Regions from separate parts of the Danio rerio genome. Here region 1 is linked to region 2. The links are chromatin contacts, called in public HiChIP or PLAC-seq maps. All regions are on one chromosome and are shown on one strand. Each heading gives the region's core, a stretch centred on a gene start, on an enhancer-like site or on the middle of the called end of the contact. The rest is flanking DNA. Distances are from core to core; before and after follow the strand shown.

Region 1 (3,368 bases), core at 296-2,795, 480 kb after region 2:
TTTTGTTGTTTTTCCGCTCGAGGCAATGTGATACCAGTGAAGTTCACAACTCCAAAACATGTATAGAGTCCGGAAAAACCTGAAACTGCATGTGAGACGAGGAAAATATTACTGGAAGTAGCTATTATCTACACCTGTCTGAAACCTCTGCGTATTAAAAAAAAAAAAGAATTTCTGCTCATGCAGACGGAAAAATCAACAAATAGCCTATATTTACTTGTTTTAAATTCAGGAGGAAATAAGTTTTATAAACTTTGATAACAACAATGAACTTTATGTAGGGTAATTTACAGTATGAAAGTCAATGGTAAATTTAATCATTTACACTTACAGCAAAATGTTTAAATTCATTTAATGTCTTTATTTTTATTTAATAGTCTACCTTTTGCTTAGCCTATATACAAATTGCTATATCATGAAATTGTCCTCAAAAAGTTAGGCTATTGAAAATTCACAAAAAAGCCTACTATTATAAAAATAACTTGTTTACTCAACTGTGGCTATTCCTAAATAAACTGTAATATAAATGACCAGTGTTGCTTTTCTGTCTATATAAATGAGCAGTGTTGCTTTTCTGTCTGCCTCGATTTAAAATAGCCTAAACACGGGCAATGGCATCTTGTCTTACCGCAGGTTTAAAACAGAAACCTTTCCAAACCTTTCCTTCAAATTAAGTGACTCTTCTTCTGGATGCTTCTTTTGCCCTTTTCTCTGTCACTCGCGGCACATAATCAGCTTCAAAAGCTGACGTGAAGTAAGAAAAGGATTGACAGCGACTGACAAATAACTGATTGATTGCGGTCGAGCAGAATTGACAGTTGACGGAGGGGTGGGGATAGAAATAGAAGGGCGGTGTATATTATATTGAAAACATGTGACATTCACATCCCTCTATCACTGCATTGGTCTGCTCTTGTCAACGCTTGTCTGATTGGGGAATTCAAACACTAAAGGTTGATCTTGTGTTTATGGTTTGAAGTTTCAGCCCTACTCCAGTGAGAGTTAAAAAAAGGACTACGCATGAAACATTGGAAAGTACCTTTTCATATAATAAATCGGCATTAAATTAAAAGGTTAGACACATTTAAATTGTAGTAATAAAGGCATGTATGTAAAAATAGACAAATTAAAATCTCCTTAACTGTTGTGTTTCTTTGTTGTTGTTTTTTGCTGGTGATGGTAATGGTCATCAGAAAATATACTTATTAGTAATCACAAACTTAAACAACAACAACAAAAGAAAAAAAACATCAAGACAGGCATATACACTAAAGCTATTCTTCTCTATTAATTATAAAAATATAACAGATACAAGGTAATGTGTTAAAAAAATGAAAACCGAGCAGTTTACATTACATTTCGGACAAATGTGGCGGCGTGTACGACAACCTACATATTGCGCAAAATCTCCTCCCCCAAGTTGTCAAAATAGAGGCGCTTGCAGAAGGAGGAACGTCACATCCCCTTGACCCTCCAATCACCTCGGGGTCCCATTTGATTGGAAGGCGGCAAGGGCTTTAATCTCGGACTAATTCAGCTGCTTTTGAAGTGAAAATTTCTACCAGTGCTTGGTTTGGGAGGACAAGCGCGCGGACCTACGGGAAGAGACAGAGCGCGCGCTATGCCTGTGGTGTCACACGCGGCTCGGGATCTGCGATAGCCTCGCGCTCTGCTTCAGACGGATTATACTCTTTATCTTTATTTCTGCTATTTGAAAGAAGATTACGGCATAGTTTTTATTTATGAATCTGATAAATGAAATACCAACAAAATACATGAGAATTGGGTCATGATCACATCGCCCTCTGCTTCAAGAAATAGTGATACTGATCTAGTCTGGGAAAGCAGCAGCAGCAGCTCTCGGAATAACAGCTCCGCGGTCGCCAGCAAGCCTTTTCTCCATTCCGTCCCTCCTTCGGACCCTTTACGGCAAGCTAATCGACTACCCATAAAGATTTTGAAAATGCTTACTGCACGCACAGGACACATTTTACATCCTGAATATCTTCAGCCATTGCCATCCACCCCGGTCAGTCCAATTGAGGTAAGAATGTTTTTAAGCTGTTAATGTATTTTAGCCTATTACAAGTTCGCATTCTTCTTTTTTTTCGGAGATATGACGGGACATTACGGGAATCTTGGAATAGATGTAGGTGGGTAGAAAGCATGAAATTAATACAATTCTTTAGTTAACATTAACGTATTCCATTTTCTCTTTAATTAAGCTAACATTGCGAATGCGCTTTTGGATTAGGGTGTTTACCATTTCAGCGCGTTTTGCGCGATGCGCATTATCAAACATAAAACGTTCAAATAAAGCGGCGAGTCTTTTTAGTGAAGTTTATGTTGTGTATTTTGTAAACTGCGTTGTAAGGATTTCGCGTGCACACGTTTGAATGTCTCTAAATCCTTTTATTGTTTTATCTATTCTCGCAGCTCGATGCCAAGAAAAGTCCTCTGGCTCTTCTTGCGCAAACATGCTCCCAGATCGGTAAACCGGACCCTCCACCCTCCTCCAAACTGTCCTCAGTAACGTCAAATGGATCTAGCGAAAAAGAGTCAAAATCTGGTCCTTTAAAACTGAGCGACATCGGCGTGGAAGACAAATCCAGCTTCAAGCCGTACTCGAAGCCAGCGGATAAGAAGGACTCGTCTTCTGGGGTGTCGAGCGGAGAGAAGTCTGGTTTCCGTGTGCCTAGCGCCACCTGCCAGCCGTTCACTCCCAGGACTGGCAGCCCGAATTCCAGCACTTCTGCTTCCCCGATGCCGTCAGATGGCAAAGGAGAGAGAGATGAAAAGAAAGATTCTGATTGTAATAAAAACTGCTCCTCAGACGGATCTGCACCGACCAGTGTCAGCCACAGCAGGATAAGCGTGAGCTGTGCGGGAATTAACGTGGAGGTCAACCAGCACCAGGAGACCACCTCAGGATCCAAAGCATCGGCGACGTCGGACTCGGTGTCGTGTGTCACCTCTTCTTCCTCGGCCTCCGTCCTGGGGTCAGGACTTGTAGCTCCCGTTTCTCCATACAAACCTGGCCAGACTGTTTTTCCCCTACCCCCGGCAGGCATGACGTACCCTGGAAGTTTAGCAGGGGCCTACGCCGGCTATCCCCAACACTTCTTGCCCCACGGTGGAAGCCTGGTCAACGCACAGCTCGCCAGCTCACTGGGCTGCAGTAAAGCTGGCTCAAGCCCTCTAGCCGGGGCATCTCCCCCGTCCATAATGTCTGCTAGCCTTTGTAGAGACCCTTACTGCTTGAGTTACCACTGTGCCAGCCACTTAGCGGGCGCAGCCGGAGCTTCCTGCACACACGACTCGGCGGCTGCGGCGGCCGCGTCCGCTTTGAAGTCCGGATATCCACTCAT
Region 2 (3,673 bases), core at 141-2,640:
ACACACACACACACAAGTGGCTGTGTGTTGACAATCCAACAGGTGGCATGAAATTACTGCTCTCCAAAGGCCAGACCTGAGTTTAAGTAAACTCATCTCTCACTGGCCGACCTTAAAAATACAAATATATTCACATAAAGGCCACCGCATAGACAGACAGAACAGGGAGACGAGTTGGAGAGAATACAGATCGCCTGTGTGCTTCGGGTAGGTCACAAGTGTTGTTTTCTACCTCCTTTGTCTTCTTTCAAGGACCAAAAACAAAGTATATATCATGATGTGTTGATATCTGATGCCTTTGTGAAAATATTCTGCCTTTCTGCAGGCAGAAATTCTCTGAGCATTTAATCATTCTGAGAGTAGAGGTTGCCTCTTTTTTACTGAAATCACTGCTTTAGTGAGTGAGAATGCCTTGTGCATGTAAGATTAAAAGAATTTAGATTTTAATATTTTCTAATTTGACAGTGCTCTTTTATAATTGAATGTGTTTCATAACAATTTATTTCTGTGATGGCAAGCTGAATTTGCAGCAGCCATTACTTCAGTCATCAATCAGAAATAATTCTAATATGATGATTAGTATTTTCAAATTAAGATCATAGCGCCCTTACGATTATGGGTAAAACTTTATTTTGATAGTCCATTTGAGTATTAGTAGACTTACTGCCTAATATCTGTTGATACTGCTGCTAAACAAACATTTCACTGACAAAAAAACTTTGCAAGTACATGTCTACTTGCACTAGCCCTAACCCTAAGCCCAACCTAACAGTCTACTTATATTCTTATAAGAATTAGTTGGCATGTAGATGCAATGTTTCTTAAACTCAACAAACGGACCATCAAAATATAGTGTGACTCAATTATGACTGTTGAAAACAAAAATAACTTTGCAAATCCTTCTAACATTAGAATTCAGTGCTTAAATGTAAAAAAAAAATATTATTTATAAATATTTTTCTGTATGTGAAAAATTTAATAAAATCAAATTAAAAAGCTTTGTTTGTGTATGTGTGTGTGTGTGTGTGATCATCACATGACTAATCTTCACACTAATTACCCAAATCCACTGGGGTACGGCAGCATTGGGGTTTCCAAGCATGTCAGCGCTTTCCTTGTTACCATTTCAATCTCCTCCGGCCATTTGGCTTTAATATCCTAAAGCAGCATTTTTAGTGTCAGCTTCAGTCCGCCCTGACTAATTTCCTCTGGACCTGACAGATCAGAGGCCTTCCCCACCAAACAGCCCTGTCCCAGCCACAAAGCCGCTCGTAATCCTGCTGCTTGTCTACAATTAATCTTCCCAGTTGCCACATTATTAACACCACCACCCACAGTCAGGGGCTGGCTATGCCCCACCGGACACACAGTACCCCCCCCTCCGGCCCAGCGGCCAGGCACGTCAATCACATGCCGTGCGCAAAAGTCGCCTGCTGTCAACATCAGAGATGCCCCCTTCTCTGCTAAGCATCCCACCCCTCCCGGGCCGAGTCCACTGATCAAACACCCCCATCCTGGAAGAAGATTAATCAGAGCCCTCCCTCCACTTCCTCCACTCCCATCCACTCCTCTCTTTCTCTTTATTCAATGAGCCATCATCGAGATGAGAAAGGAGGCCTGGCTCATAATGGGAATCCCGGCAGAAAAAAAAAAAAAAAAAGTTAAAGGAAAACTCAGTTTGAATGCCAGCTGTTATCTGGGGGGAAAAAGGGCAGGAGGACAAGAGCCTTGCTTTGATCGGCATCCTTAAGATTTTACACAAACATAATCACAAGCCAAGGGGTCATCCTGAAGCCTTTGAATTCATTCAATCCGGGAGCTTTAAGCATGCACAGGCAGTTAAGAGCTTTTCCTTTCACCGAGCACTTTGTTTTTGGTTGATTTTAAAAGATATACATCACTATCCATCAAACAAATGGCAACTTGTGTGCACAGACCTGCCTATCTTTAATGAATGATAGTCAGTTTGTTGGGAGATTTGTCTGAATGTTATTGCAGTAAATAAAATATCAAACCAATTGTCACCTGGAGGCAAATGGTGCAATGACCTGAGCAAACTAACTCACTAACATTTTTAAGCATAATGTCAGTTCTCAACGTTCACACAAGTGTGTAACGTCGTAACCCAAACCTCAGAAAATTGTGCATTTGTGTATTTTTACTTTAAAGGAAAAGTTAATTTGATCATTGGTGGTTGTGTATGTTGATTAGGGCGGTGAAATTGCTCGAAATCAAATCACAATCGCAATTTGAAGCATTGTTAATTTTATTTATTAATTATAGAATTTAAAGTTATAGCATTTATTATTGTTAGTTTAATATATATATATATATATATATATATATATATATATATATATATATATATATATATATATATATATATATATATATATATATATATATATATATTACAGTATGTAACCATCTTACTAGCCAATTGAGTGACAAATACTTTCATTCTGGCCAATTAGAATTGCACAACTGACCTATGCAAAGGCCCACAATTAAAAGAAAACAAACAAACAGGAAAGTGCAGACAAGTGAGATAATGGCGTCCGCTGCTTCAGAAGTTTAATAGACAAATTAATATATAAGAAAAACAGCATTGGTAATATGGGAATGTTTTGATTTCAAAGTGCTAAACACAGAACAAAAAAAAAAAAAATTTTTAAGAGCTGTCGCAGAATTGTTGCCACGACTTACAGATTATTGAGCTGAAGCTTGACTATAAAATTAAATCGCAAATCAAATCGCAACATATGTCAAAAAAATTTACAATTAGATATTTTCCCCAAATCGCACAGCCCTAATGTTTACACACTAAATTTATTAATCAATCAATTAATCAACTAATACAACAGTGACTGAAATAATCACGCTTGGCATAATGCATACCGAGGGTGATTTTTATTTTTATCAAAGTGTGTGTTTTTGGGGTTTGAATATGCATGTATGAATGAATAAATGAAATAAATGAAATAAACAAACAAAATAAATATTTAAACAACAACAACAACAACACTGGTAGTAATAATTACAGACTATAATTAAATAAATTGGTAAGTGAATGTTATAGCTACTTCTGTGGATACAAATAAATAAACAAACAAACAAAGACGGCTGTAGGTTGCTTGAATTGCCAATGAAACAATGAAACTGTCCATTTTAGAGATTAAAGATTAGTGTCTGGGTGAAAGATATTATGCCATTGACCACAAGGTGAAAGAAGAACCATTCACTCAATACAGCTCTGATGAACACTCCATCAAGGCTACAATTTTATATACATCTTTATAGACCATTTTGAGGGATGTAAACAAAAACCAATGTATTTCCTGTTTTACATTTTTAATTTCTATAGCTTCCAAGAATCCAAAAAAAAAAAAAAACAGCTACATATTGATCAATAATGTTAACACTGAGTTATGATTGAATTGCCTCTTGTTACAGTTGTGAAATAGTTTGATAACAAGTAGGAAATGTTCAATGGTCTATAAAGCATCAGCAAATAAACTAAAGCTCCTTCAAGAACACCCAACACCAAGACACATCTTCCAATCTCATCTTCCAGGAGCCAAACTTCAGCTCTCATCCGTTCCTTTTGTTCCTTCTCTTTCTCTCCACCCACTCACGTTCTGACATAAGAGTGCAATAATTTCCTGCACTGGTC

Evidence for each region. HiChIP or PLAC-seq counts read pairs in DNA pulled down with a chosen protein or histone mark.
Region 1: an H3K4me3 HiChIP or PLAC-seq map of embryo shows a contact between it and region 2, with 9 times the contacts expected there. The contact joins the promoter of znf503 here to the enhancer-like site in region 2. A contact is called at or near these places in 7 of 18 Hi-C or Micro-C datasets (caudal fin, embryo, hematopoietic stem cells and 1 more) and 3 of 4 datasets of contacts at active chromatin or transcription factors (caudal fin, embryo and gastrula embryo).

Annotation. Positions count from the first base shown.
Region 1 is chr13:19,452,212-19,455,579 of GRCz12tu, forward strand. It overlaps znf503 (zinc finger protein 503), which reads left to right and starts at 1,546. Exons shown (of 2, transcript NM_198840.3): 1 at 1,546-2,044; 2 at 2,437-3,368. The coding sequence starts at 1,790.
Region 2 is chr13:18,973,316-18,976,988 of GRCz12tu, forward strand. The region is part of intron 5 of lrmda (leucine rich melanocyte differentiation associated); the gene reads right to left. Among named protein-coding and RNA genes, the nearest start is that of kcnma1a, 470 kb to the left of the region's middle. Within about 2 kb of position 1,391, at least 16 of the 62 cell types and tissues checked have an H3K27ac peak or open chromatin away from gene starts, as enhancers often do.